Linked DNA regions of Mus musculus: region 1 is linked to region 2. The links are chromatin contacts, called in public ChIA-PET maps. All regions are on one chromosome and are shown on one strand. The core of a region is the stretch at or near the end of the contact, and the rest is flanking DNA. Distances in the headings are between cores, read along the strand shown. Region 1 overlaps Spats2 (spermatogenesis associated, serine-rich 2). Region 2 holds the start of Dnajc22 (DnaJ heat shock protein family (Hsp40) member C22).

Region 1 (7,103 bases), core at 222-2,721, 54 kb before region 2:
TAGGTGGTCGTTAAAAACGTAGCTACAAATTTATTATACAATATGCCTTTATAAAAATATTAAAACGGGGGAGATGTTAGGAGCTATTAAGACAACACAATTGTCCTGATCTCTGAATTGGGCCTCTCCCCCCCGAGAAGAAAAGGGGGTCAAAAGCGGGCCACCGACACACCGATTCCGAGAACAACCACAGATTGTTCCAGTCCTAAGTCATCGCTGAAGTCCTGACCACATCCTGATACCACCAAGTTCCTGCTTCCCCGTGTAGCTGCCAAAAGAAAAAATTTCTATTGCCCCCCCCCCCACTGATAAGTACTTCTCCTTTTGCTTGTATTGCCCCACCCCTCCTGCTGATAAGTACCTGTACTTCCCCTTTTGCTTGTACATGGGCCTGGCTAATACATTGGGGCTTTGACGCAACTCAGAACGTTTCTGTGTTATTCGCACAAGGCCCTCGTCTCTCTCTACCCCCATTTGGTCCTTAGGAGAAGGTCCCCTCGAGACCCTCGAATAACTGGACCTGCTGGACGAGTCAGGAAAGAAAAGAGAAAAAGAAGAGGAGAAACGAGGAGGGGAGGAGAGAGAAGGAAAGGAAAGAAATCAGACAAAGGTGTTTTAGGCCTAATGATGACATAAAGCCAAAAGTAACCCAAGAAAAAGCCGAGGTAAAGAGCTGGGGCAACTGAAGCTTGGCGCATGGCTGCTGTCACTGTAAACCAAATGGTGGCTCCATTAAAGATTAAACAGATCTACTGTAAGATTCAGCAACCCCACTTCTGGGTATATACACAAAGACGTGAACACACAGAGGCTCTGTCAAGTGCTGAAGAGACTTTTTTTTTTTTTTTTTTTTTTTTTTTTTTTGGTTTTTCGAGACAGGGTTTCTCTGTATAGCCCTGGTTGTCCTGAAACTCACTTTGTAGACCAGGCTGGCCTCGAACTCAGAAATCCACCTGCCTCTGCCTCCCGAGTGCTGGGATTAAAGGCGTGCGCCACCACGCCCGGCTGAAGAGACTTTCATGAACAGATTGCTCTTCATCAGAAGACCTGCCTACCCTCCACTCTAGACTGCTATAGCCAACTTAAGTGTACAGAAGAGTCCACCCAGGTGTGGAGATTCGCAGGGAGCTACTAAATTTGTAGCTTTTATTTAGATTGATTACACCGTTTCCTACCATATAAATGATGACAAAGCATTCCTTTGACAAGGTGAGGTGAAAAATGGGATTATAATCTGAGACTCCCTCCTCATACTCTGCAGTGCTGGGCATCAAACCCAAGGCTTCCTGCACACTAGGTAAAAGCTCTACCACTGAACAATGCTCCCAGCCTGGGCCATCGGTTACAGACAGTACTGTCCCTGTCCAGAGTGACACACTGAGTGTGGCGCTCCGCTCCGTGTTGCACAAAATGCCTGCTGTTGTTCACTTGACACTACCGCACAGAGCCATTACGCCAACAGTGCCGTGGCAGCCAGCTTCCTGTGGAACCCACAGCTCTGACTCTACACAGACAGGAAGTAGATGAGGAACAGTATGGTTTATAGTTACCGTGGCCAAAGAAAGGTAAGAAATGCAGGTAAATACAGGCAAAGTTAGAAAAGAGCAAGCCTGGAAGCCCAGATAACCTGGAAGTATGGTTATCAGACTATCATTAGCCATCTTTCTTCTATTATTCAACTCTCTTTGAAAATTAAAAAGTAAGTCAGGCATGGTGGGCACTTGGGAGGCAGAGGCAGGGGATCTCTGTGAGTCTGAGGCCAGCCTGGTCTACAGAGCAAGTTCCCGGGACACACAAGGCTACATAGAGAATAAAAGTAAACTCAAGAGCCCACAGTAAATCAGCAGGCAAAGGTCTCATTGGCAAGTCTGGTGATCTGCGTGCATCCCTGGGCCTCACTCAGATGGTAGAAGGAGAAAAGGACTCCTCCAAGTTCCCCTCTGAGCTGCACATGGACGCCACGTCACACACTCAAACACGAAGCCATGCATGTCCCTACACAGATACATGCACACACAGAATAAATAAGCAAGCAAACACAAAACTTCTTTAAAAAATAAACTGAAAAGAAATGCCTGAACAACGTCAACTCTTGTAGCAGTGGTTCTTGTATGAACTGGACACACCTAGCACTGACCACCAAAGTGAGCATTCCTCGGGGTCTCTCTCTGGCCTGGGGCTTGCACCTAGACGAGGCTGGCTGGCAACTGAGTACCAGAAATCCATCTGTCTCTGTCTCCCTGGCACTGGGTTACAAGATAGATGAAAGAAAGAAAGGGGAGAGAAGGGAAGTAAGGAGAGAGGGAAAGGAAGGACAGAAGGAAGGAGGTTCAGGTAGAAGGGAAGCAGAGGGAGGGAGGGAGGGAGGGAGGGAGGGAGGGAGGGAGGGAGGGAGCGATGGAACAGCCATGTATGGATGAGGGGCAAAGCAGAGGTGACCTACATGGTGGGTCATAAAAGATGGGTCAGCAAATAAACATGGTGTCTAGTAAGTCTATATCTTAGCTTTTCCTCATCAATGAGCTATGCCATGCCATTTCATACCAGCTTGGAAAACTGTTACAAAATTATAAATGGAGCTGTTTCTTCACATGAACTACTGGAACCTGTAGGAGCTTGGGCTCTACTGCAAACGTAAGCGCAAGGAGGGAAGCTGTCAACACGGAGTGGAGCAGCACGCAGCTTTAGTGCCACCAGCGAGGCAGAGGCAGGCCAGGGCTACTTAAGAGAGCTTGTCAAAAGAGAGAGAGAGTGGAGGGAGGGGGGGAGAGAGAGAGAAGCAGAACTGTTAACTAGCTTAGGGTATTCTCAAGCTTCAAAACTGAAGATTTTAGTATCGGAGTGATAACCTTTTATTCTACCAATAGTGCTTAATAATGAAGAAAAGGACGATTAAGAAAAAAAGGACATTTAGAAAAATAAAGAAAACATGGGGCTGAGGAGACAGCTCCCCCATACATAACACTCTTGCTGTTCAAGGATGAGGCCCTAGTTTAATGTCCAAAACCAAAGCTGGGCTTGCTTGGTGGCTTGCGTGTGCCTATCTATAATCCCAGCTGGGGAGTGAGAGGCAGGCTGACTAATGCAAGCTTGCTGGCCAGCCAGCCTAGCCTAATTGGCAAGTCCCAGGCTACAAGAGAGGCCTTGTTTTAAAAGCCATGAGGACCAGACCTAAAGAGGAACAAAGCTAAGGTTGTCCTTAGTCTTGTGTGCATGTGTGTGTGTGCGCGTGCACCTATGCGCGCAAGTATACACGTGAATGCTTGAAAAGGGAGCAAATCAGAGATGGGAAATGTAGATGACAAAATGCCACTTGGTATGATTTCTAGCTCACTCTGAATAACACCACTGCAGTATACTCCGGTAGCCTTTCAGAGCAAACACTTACACGGAAAAAAGAGGCTATCGGTTTGAAAGCGAGCAAAGAAGGGTAGATAAGAGGGTGTGGGAGGGGGAAAGGGTGGGGAGAGTAGTGCAATTATTTGAAATATGAAAGAAATAAACCTTACAGAAGAGCAGGTTTGGTTCCTGGCATCCACACAAAAGGCTCACAACCACCTGTAACTCCAGCTCCAGGGGGCTCTGACAGGCTCTTCTGGACTCCATGGAGACACACACACACACACACACACACACACACACACACACACACACGAAGGCCCTTCTTGTCAGAGGCCCTTCTTGTCGGAGTAAATCACTGACAGCCACGTGCTATGTCCCCTTTCCTCACGGTGGCTCTCACGTGTAGGAGGGAATAGAAGCTTGTCTTCAAGTGTAACTGCAGCAAGAGCAATCATGTTGTTGACTAAAAGGAGATAGTATACATTTTTTCCAGTTTATAAGTCATCACACTTGAACTCTTTTAGTAACCTAACCATTCCTTACAGCGTAAGTTTTCTTTATTAAAATCTGTTATATGAAGAACATAAAACTTTCAAAACTAGGAGGAGCTCTGCCATATTATATTATTAGGTTTTTGAACTGTCAAATCAAAATTAAAAGCGTATTTAGTATGTGAAGACCTCAATTCATGGAGTTGTGTTTTGAATTAAAGAACATTAGGCTGAAAATTAAAATGAACAAGAGAAGAAAGTCAAGACACCTTGGGCCATTCCTGAAATGAGGGCACAGCGGCCCTGTGCGGTGGTGACCCTCGGCTCCCGTGGCGGCTCCAGTGCACTGGAGAAGGGCCCTGTGCAGCCATTTTTGCTTCCCTCAGTGTAACCTCTCTTCATACTTCCTGCCTGTGTCTTCCATTTTGCCAGGAAGGCAAACCTGGAAGGAAAGCTAAAGAAGGAAAGGAGCCAGGAAGCCCTCACCCTCACACCACTTCCTTCCCTGAGAATAGGAACCATGAGGCAGGAAGCAGCTCCCATCGCGCCTCACGCCTTGCCATCATTGTAGGAACGGACGGCAGCAGAGGGTCACACCTCACCCTCCAGCAAATTTATTACAATTAGATAGATCTGTCTTGAGTAGGAAAGCAATTTCTTTTTTTTTCTTTTTCTTTTCCCCTTCCCTTCTCCCTCTTGCTCCAGCCCTGCTCGCTCTGGGCCCCACTTGCTTCGGTCCATAGTTTTTTTGGGTTTGTTGTTGTTGTTGGTTTTTTTTGTTTTGTTTTTGGGGGGCGGGTGGGTTGTTTTGGGGTTTTTTGTTTTTTTGGTTTTTTTTTTTTTGTTTTTTGTTTTTTTTTTTTTTGGTTTTTCGAGACAGGGTTTCTCTGTGTAGCCTTGGCTGTCCTGGAACTCACTCTGTAGACCAGGCTGGCCTCGAACTCAGAAATCTGCCTGCCTCTGCCTCCCGAGTGCTGGGTCAGTGCTCTTAACTGCTGAGCCTTCTCACCAGCCCAGGAAAGCAATTTCTAAGGAGATCAAGTCCCTTATCAAGCGTATATGCAGAACTAACACCAAGACAATGCTTGAGAAGTGGCTCAGGACACATTACTGAATGAACCGCTCCAAACCACACACCTACCTGAGGATCCTCGCCTCACGAGTGCCCCAGGCCTGAGCTTTAGTCCCTGTCGCCATGCTCTGGGGCTTGCGTATTCACACAACGCTCGAGACTAAAACCCAGGGCCCCGTGCATGCTGGGCAAGCATCCACCACTAAGCTACACACATCCCCTGATGGCAACAGTCATTCTCTTAACAATTTATGCACATATGTGATCTTACCTTTCTGGCTTTGTTTCCTAGACATTGCAGTTTCCTCACGATCAAATTAAAAAAGAAAGAAAAAAGAAAAGAAAGAGAGAAAACAAGCAAAAACCAGAAGAAATTATCTTCGTCCAAGTTCTGGGAATCCTGCTAATTTAAAAGTGGCAATAGAAGTCTATAGTTGGAAGTGATAAATCCAAAATCCTGGTTGTTTAAGATTCTGTTCTCTAGCTGTCAATTTCTTTTCCTTCTCTGGTATCAACTTCTTGTCAGGATGAATCTCCGCAGACAGTCATGTCTTTCCCCAGGGAGATCCTAGGAGGAAAACCACACACACGTTTACTGCTGCGATAACGAGCATCCTCCACGGGACGAGAGTTCCTATGGAACAGGCTTCAGTTACTAAAATGCACCGCCATTGTCTCAAGCAAACCTGACCATGTTAGCCGAAAAGTCTGTTCCTTCTCTTGGCCCCTTTCCTTCTCTCTGGGACTCAGATCTCTGGCACGTTACCCCGCCCGCAGGGCACAGCGCTCTACGTATAGAGCGAATCCCTTGCCAGAGCATCTTTTACAGCCGTTGGAGATGATCACAAGGGACCAGCATGCAGAGGGCTGCTCGCCCATAGCACCCAGCCCAGGCCGAGGACCACTAACCCGGGGCCCTCGCTGATGCATCCAAACACAGCCCCTACACTTAAGGCACGGGGAACACTGAGAAAGATGGGGGGACGACTGCAAGAGGCAGAGGACCAGAAGACTGTCTAGATGTGACAAGGAAGCTGCCCCCATGACACTCAACTATAAATACAGCTGTTCAAACAAGGCCTGACAAGGACAACACCAGCTGGCAGGCCATGGACGAGGGGACTCCCGCCAGCCTCATCCTGAGATGAGAGAATTGCTGAGAGGGAGAATTGGTCTCCCCAGGGATGAGCCCCCAAATGGCTACCCAATGCCAAGGCTCAGCCCTGAGAAACACACACAGAAGAGCAACACCCAATGGACTCAGCACATGGCATGTCTATATTTATTGCATACACACATGTAAAAATAATAGCTAAGGAAAAAGAAGCTATGACTTTGAGATGGGGGGGGCCAGAACATGGAAGCGGTTAGACAGGTAAGAAATGATATAATTATATTTTAATATATTTTAAAAGTACATTTTCACTTTTATTTTGAGGCAATATTTACACTGTGTGGTGGTGGTGCACACCTTCAATCCCAGCACTCGGGAGACAGAGGCAGATGGACCTCTGAGTTTGAGGCCAGCCTAGTCTAAGAATCAGGTTCCAGGGCAGCCAGGGCCCCACAGAGAAACCCTGTCTCCAAAGAGAGGGGGTGGGACATTGATTTTTAGTTCTTCAAGTTTCTTCAAGTTCATCAGAAATAACTCTATGAAAAAATACAATCAAGGGACTGAAGAGGTGGCTCCGAGGTCGGGAGCACTGGCTGCTCCTCTATAGGACCCAGGTTCAATTCCTAGCACCTACATGGTGGCTCCCGACTGCCTGTGAGGCTAGTTCCATGGAATATGCATATGTATGCAGACAACTACCCATACATAAAACTAAAATAAAGAATACAATTGAGAGTTGGTGAGATCGCTCAGCAGGTAAGAACACTTCCAAAGGTCATGAGTTCAAATCCCAGCCACCATATGGTGGCTCACAACCATCCTTAATGAGATCTGACACCCTCTTCTGGAGTGTCTGAAGTCAGCTACAGTGTACTTACATATAATAAGGAAGGAAGGAAGGAAGGAAGGAAGGAAGGAAGGGAGGGAGGGAGGGAGGGAGGAAGGGAGGGAGGGAGGAAGGAAGGAAGGAAGGAAAGAAAGAAAGAAAGAAAGAAAGAAAGAGAGAAAGAAAGGAAGAAAGAAAATTACCCATTCTTTTAAAAAAAAAATACAATTGATAGCCCAGTGTCTGTCAAGAATGCTC
Region 2 (6,731 bases), core at 3,640-6,139:
GTCCCGGTAACTCCGATGTATTTCTTCATTAGTTGCTCCTTCTGGGACGCCCAGAACCTCAGTGGAACAGAACTCACAAATTAGCCTCTCCTAAGTGCTTGGGGTCCCAGGGTCTCTACCTGCTTTCTGCTAAATCAAGCTCCTTAGAACTAGAATGGCCCAGAGCCTCAGACAGAACTTCATTCCTTGGGTAAGGGTATATTTCAGTAGTAGAGTGTGTCCCTGACTGGAGTAAGGACCTGGGTTTGATCCATAGCAGTGAGAGAAATACAAAGGAACCCCAAAACAAACAATGCCCCCATCCCCAAAAAGCCTCAGGATATCACGTCAGTCCCAGGATTCCTTTACTGGCAGCCGCAATTTCCAGGCTAGAACTCCATATCCTCCACAAGGTTCCCCCCTCCACAAGAAAAATAAGTGTCTGTACGCCCACCAGAAACCTGAGAAGATGCTTACAGGAACTTCATTGAAAAAAAAGTCCTAAGCTAGGGGTCTGGAGAGATGGCTCGGCAGTTAAGAGCACTGACTGCTCTTCCGGAGGTCCTGAGTTCAATTCCCAGCAACCACATGGTGGCTCACAACCATCTGTAATGTGATCTGATGCCCTCTTCTGGTGTGTCTGAAGAGAGTGACAGTGTACTCACATGCATAAAATAAATAAATAAATCTTTAAAAAAAAAGTCCTGGGGCTGGAGAGATGGCTCAGCAGTTAAGAGCACTGACTGTTCTTCCAGAGGTCCTGAGTTCAATTCCCAGCAACCATATGGTGGCTCACAACCATCTGTAATGAGATCTGATGCCCTCTTCTGGTGTGTCTGAAGACAGCAACACTGTACTCATATTTATAAAATAAATAAACAAATCTTTAAAAAAAAAAAAGTCCTAAGCTAGAAATGACCTAAATATTAACAATAGAGCGAATAAATAAGATTTGGAGGAACGACCATCCAGAAACTGCCCCACCTGGGGATCCATCCCATAAACAACCACCCAACCCAGACACTATTGCAGATGCTAACAAGATTTTGCTGACAAGAACCTGATATTGCTATCTCTTGAGAGCCGGAGAGGCTCTGCCAGTATCTGGCAAATACAGAAGTGAATGCTCACAGCCATCCATTGGACAGAGCACAGGGTCCCCAATGAAGGAGCTAGAGAAAGGACCCGAGGAGTCGAAGGGGTTTGCAGCCCCATAGGAGGAACAACAATATGAACTAACCAGTATCCCCAGAGATCCCTGGGACTAAACCACCAACCAAAGAGTACATATGGTAGGACTCATGGCTCTAGCTGCATATGTAGCAGAGGATGGCCTAGTTGGTTATCAATGGGAGGAGAGGCCCTTGGTCCTGTGAAGGTTCTATGCCCCAGTATAGGGGAATGACAGGGCCAGGAAGCAGGAGTGGGTGAGTTGGGGAGCAGGGGGAGGAGAGAGGGGATAGGGGATTTTCGGAGGGGAAACTAGGAAAGGGGATAACATTTGAAATGTAAATAAAGAAAATATCTAATAAAAAATATTTGGGCAGGATATGATAGAGCAATGAACGCAGATTGTTTCAAATTGCATGTTAAATGTGAATAAGTCTTATAAACAGAATGTTGAATGCAAAAAGTCAGATCTGTACTAGGTGATCCAGTTTATTTGATTGTCAAGAATAAAGAAAACTTGGACAAAGAAAAATAAGGAGGATGACGGGCATGGTGGCACACGCCTTTAATCCCAGTACTCGGAGGCAGAGGCAGGTGGATTTCTGAGTTTGAGGCCAGCCTGGTCTACAAAGTAAGTTCTAGAATAGCCAGGGCTATACAGAGAAACCCTGTCTCAAAAAACTAAATAAATAAATAAAAAAAATAAATAATGAGGGAAAGAAAGAAAGAAACAAAGAAAGAAACTAACTGAAAACTCATCTAGCTGACAGGTGGTACTTCTTGCTAATATTCATTCATGATACAGAGGCAGGAGGAATACAAACTGAGGCCAGCCTGGGTCTCCATATTATCCTGGTTTAGGCCAGCTAAAGGATGCACAGTAAGAACCTGTCTTTAAAAAAAAAGAAGAAGAAGAAGAAGAAGAAAAAAAAAAGGCTAGAGAGATGGCTAAGCGGTTAAGAGCACTGATTGCTTTTCTAGAGGTCCTGAGATCAATTCCCAGCAACCACATGGTGGCTCACAACCATCTGTAATGGGATCTGATGCCCTCTTCTGGTGTGTTCCCAGTTACAGTAGCCTGGAGTGGTGGCACACGCCTTTAATCCCAGCACTCGGGAGGCAGAGGCAGGCAGATTTCTGAGTTCAAGGCCAACCTGGTCTACAAAGTGAGTTCCAGGACAGCCAGGGCTACACAGAGAAACCCTGTCTCAAAAAACAAAAAACAAAACAAAACAACAACAACAAAAGTATTTATTATTCATGTGTCTTCCTCATGTACCTTCATGAAGCCCAAAGAAGCCAGGATCCCCTTTCAAGGCATAGCTGGCCAGACTCAGAACAGAGCTCCCTCATGCAAGCTACAAGCTCCTGCAGGGCTTCCATCGCTCAGAGTCCAGACAGGCTCTCCTCTCTGAGGAGACTTACCCGAAGAGGGAAGAAAGGCTTACCTGGTGAGCCAGCTGAAGTTTCTCATCCTGAAAACTGTCGACAAACTCATAGAGCTTTTCCCACTCCTGGAACCGGCTGCTGTTGAAGCCAGGACCTCCGACCAGTAGCCACCAGATCCGGCAAGGCAGAAGCAAGACAGACTCCACGAGGCGGCCAAGAAGTGGGAAAAAGCTGAACCAACTCAAGAAGGAACCCAGGGTTTCTGCCACGTAGTTAATGGTGGCAGCTGTGTTGTACATCGTACTGTAGGCCAGAGGGCCGGTGAAGGCGAGGTAAGCCAAGCCCACGCGGTAGAGCCGCACACTAAGTGTCTCTGACCCCGCTGAGGCTTTGTATCGTCGATGCTTCTGGGCTGTAATGCTGGCAGCCAAACTGATAGGCAGGATGGCTATGGGGCGGCCATAGAACACAGGGGACGTGAGGAAGGCCGCTCCTAAGGTATTCTTAAAGTCTGAGGTCTGGTTACCAACAGCAGCTACCAGCAAGACCCCTAAGCCAACAGCCAGTGGGAGGCCCACTATATAGAAGTTGTCCATGGAAGAAAGGCTGACTAGAGCCACAAGACCAAAATAGACACCCACTACTATCTGGGAAGCAAAGCGAAGGAGACTGAGAGGTGGTCTCTCCTCTTCCGGCCTCTGTTTCCAACTCTGGACTCTGTTGGCTTGAGCCACAAAGCTCGGGAGCTTCCAGAATTCCCAGAGCCAGCCCAACCCACCACCTCCCAGGGTGAGCATCCAGAGCAGGGCATGGCTGTCCCTTCCCAGGTACAGGTGGTGGAGCCCAACAGGACCCCCCAAAGCCCAAAGGACATAGGTCATCAGCAGCCCTTTGGCCATCCTCTAGGGCAAGAGTCTCAGAGAAAATCCAGTGGCGTTTGACATTGATCAAATTGCAGAAATCTCAAGGTCCTCTGTGAGAATCACTGCAGTCTGGAGGGTCATCCTTAGGCCTGAGAGGTGAAGCAAGGAGAAAGGCTCAGCAGTAATAAAAATCAAGCTAGCCCTACCTCGGGGTCTCTCAGGTACTAGATGTCTCCTATCTTCCGTTAGCACCCCAGTCCTGTTATTTACAATCACAGTGACTCCATATTTAAGGGAGGAAATGCTTCAATTAAAATATTTTCATTTATTTATTATTAATTTATTGATATTTGAGGCACAGTCTTATTGCACGTTCCAAACTGGTCTTATGCGGCCATAGCTGAGGACATCTTGGTCTTCCTGCCCCTACCTCCTCAAGTGCTGAGGTTATAGGCATGTGCCACCATGTCCAAGGAAGAGAATGTTTTTGTTTTTAAGATTTATTCATTATTATGCATACGTACACTGTAGCTGTGCTCAGACACACCAGAAGAGGGCATCAGATCCCATTACAGATGGTTGTGAACCACCAGGTAGAGTCAGTGCTCTTAACCGGCTGAGCCATCTCTCCACCCCCAGGAAGAGAATGTTTTAAGTGACTTTAAGTTGGGACACTGAGAACTAGGTGCCTGAACAACAACAACAACAACTCAAAAGCTTGGGACTAACGGGTGACCCAGGGGTCACTTGGGGTTTAAATTCCCAGCACCCACATGGCAGCTCATAGATGCCCTCTTCTGGTCTCCAAGGATATCAGGAGTGCATGCAGTGCACACACAAAGGTTCAAGCAAAACACCCGTGTACATAAAGTAAAATTGAGAAAGAATAAGAAGGGGGAAAAAAGAAGCTTAAATTTCTATCCTCCCCTTAGACTCTGGAATAGTAATGGCTCACAGGAAAGGGCTGAAGAGAATACTTTTTCACTGTTTCAAACCCCTTTGAAAGCCAGTGTCTTAGCCAAACTCACTCCTTTAACATCGTGTGTGTGTGTGTGTGTGTGTGTGTGTGTGTGTGTGTGTGTGTGTGTGTGTGTGTGTAAGCGGGTGCATTCTGTAACTCGGCCAAAGCCCTTTCCAGCTTTCCCATCTCCCCAGACTATGCCGTTCTCCCACAAGCCAAATTTGAAAGGGACCCTGAACTCCTTCCACTTAAACGTTCTGGAGAACATTTTGACCCAGACCTTAGCACCCCACAGCCCAGCCATCCTATCCCTATCAACCAGATCGAAGGCACTCTACAAAGCGGCCGCAAAAATCCTCAGAATATCAAATCTGCCTGCCAATCGTCTTACCTACTTCAAGCAAACTCACCCTCAGGCAGTCCCAGCAGGGCCGCAGTACCTGGCAGCCCAGGCTTCCAGGCTGCTTCAGAACAGCCATTGCCTTTGAACACAGATTCAAAATGGCCCCTCTGTAACTGCTCTCACCTCCACACAAGTGGACTTTGTCCCTCAGTGCTGGGTGACTGTGTTTGAAGTCAGGCCACCTCCTGCAGGCCCCGCCCCGAAAGCCCTGGTCAGCCCCTTCGTAGCCACCTTCCGGTCCTGTGTTCCTGGGCTCTGATCGCCCTCTCTACGGGAAGCTTTCCCCAGACTCACCCAGTTTTACACTGTAGGGCCTGGAACCGCGCCCCACTCCCGGCAGTGCGCACCTCTTGCAGCACTTCATTAACACCGCCAGATGGCGCTGCCGTTTACGGAAGGGAGGGTCCCCAAAAGTCCCAGATCTCCTTTTTGCAAGGTTGGGACATTCCTGGTCAAAGCTGTCCGAACCGTGCAGCTACCTGGCGGGAGAAAAAGGGCGACTCTATCAATAAAATTAAAAATCTCGACTTCCTCTCCTCTCCGCCACAAATGGGAGGTGATCCCTGTCTCGCTTCTCTCTGTACTCCAAGACGGCCATTATAGGATCACGTCTAATTTCTTAAAGGAGAGACATCCACTCAGAGGTGAAGGAGAGAGCCCCTCAAGACCCGCAATTCTGCCTCACTACCTTGCTTCCAGGCCTTCCAGTTAGGGGACTCCACAGCCAGACCTGGGAGTCTGAGCCTGCATAGCCCAGAATCCATAGAGCCAGAAGCTGTTCAGACCCTTGTAGCCTGAAGCAAAGGGGGGGGGGGGAACCCACACCAGCAAGGGATACAGGGTGGGGGCGAGCCATCAGAAGAGTAAGGGCAAACCCAGGGAGACTCGGGGGAGAGGAGCCTGCCTTCTCGCTTGGACGCTGGAATGGAGCTGGCTTACAAGATGCCTTCAACATCCCGGGCTACAATCCCCGAGCAGCTCCGTGACCTTGGCCAAGTCACACCCTTTCCTGAGCTTCAGTTTCTTTTAAAAGAAGCTTGGATCTACGAAATTCCCCAGGCTTGATTAGAGGTAGGGATGGAGCCGGTGGGCTTCACTTAGGGTCACTTGTCAACAGTGGGCAGAATGTTTTAGCTCCCTCCAACGTCTAGTTCTAGCTGGGGACTAGATATGGCCCCTTTAGGGCTGAGGAGGGGCGACAAAACGACAACCCAGCCACGGCTGGGGACGGGGGGCGGACGGGGGCGCTGAATAATGAATGAGACTTAATTGGGCCCGCTCTGCGCGGCGGCGCGCTAAGCTTGGCAAACAGCGCGGGCAGAAGCAGCCGCCGCCGCTGGACAAACAAACTCGCTCGGGAGCCGGGAGCCCAGTGCGAACCGCCTGGAGGGGGAGGGGACCCCGGGGAGCCAGGTCTCCTGCTCGCAGGAGGGGCCCAGAAGTGTCCAAAAACGCGAAAGGGATGAAGGCTTCGGGCCCAGCCTAGAAAGGACGGACTGGGGAGGGAGCGAAGCAGATTTTTGCCGTAGAGCCCTGGGACCCAAGGGCAATGTAAGCGCGTGAAAAAGATGGAGAAAAGAGTGGAGGACGGAGAAGAGAGTGAGAAATGAGCGAGGAAAAGGCACATCTGGAGGAGGGTGGTGGAGGGTGAGGGGCGAGAGGAGGACCATTACTGTGAGGAGAGGGCAGAGCGATGGAGAAACGAGAAGGGAGGCACAGGGGACCTAGAGAAGAAGAATTGAGGAAGAGTCAAGGAGAGGGATGAGAGGTGACCGGAATGAGAACAGGGGTGACAGGGTGGGCGAGAGGAGCCCCTGCCTGCGCCTCGCCCTGCCTCGCTCCCGCCCTACGCTCTCTCCAGCCGTCCGCACTCACTTTGTCACAATTACGGGGCCGTCACTCGGCCGGGATTGTTTTCCCCAAATTGTTGTTCTATAAACTGGCTCGGGGTGGGAGGTGGGGTGGG

What was found. ChIA-PET counts read pairs in DNA pulled down with a chosen protein or histone mark.
Region 1: a contact with region 2 is called in an RNA polymerase II ChIA-PET map of memory CD8 T cells, with 72 read pairs. The contact joins the enhancer-like site here to the promoter of Dnajc22 in region 2. A contact is called at or near these places in 2 of 39 promoter capture datasets (3T3-L1-derived adipocytes and macrophages), 6 of 115 datasets of contacts at active chromatin or transcription factors (bone marrow-derived dendritic cells, embryonic hindbrain, embryonic stem cells and 3 more) and 3 of 9 other capture datasets (adipose tissue, macrophages and pancreatic islet).

The regions. Positions count from the first base shown.
Region 1 is chr15:99,148,004-99,155,106 of GRCm38.p6, reverse strand. Spats2 (spermatogenesis associated, serine-rich 2) reads right to left here. Exons shown (of 13, transcript NM_139140.1): 2 at 5,177-5,473. The coding sequence starts at 5,201. Among named protein-coding and RNA genes, the nearest start is that of Spats2, 25 kb to the right of the region's middle. Within about 2 kb of position 1,471, at least 22 of the 459 cell types and tissues checked have an H3K27ac peak or open chromatin away from gene starts, as enhancers often do. A contact at or near this core is called in memory CD8 T cells, where this site is marked.
Region 2 is chr15:99,097,642-99,104,372 of GRCm38.p6, reverse strand. It overlaps Dnajc22 (DnaJ heat shock protein family (Hsp40) member C22), which reads right to left and starts at 4,889. Exons shown (of 3, transcript NM_176835.2): 1 at 4,773-4,889; 2 at 2,598-3,550; 3 at 1-57. The coding sequence starts at 3,437.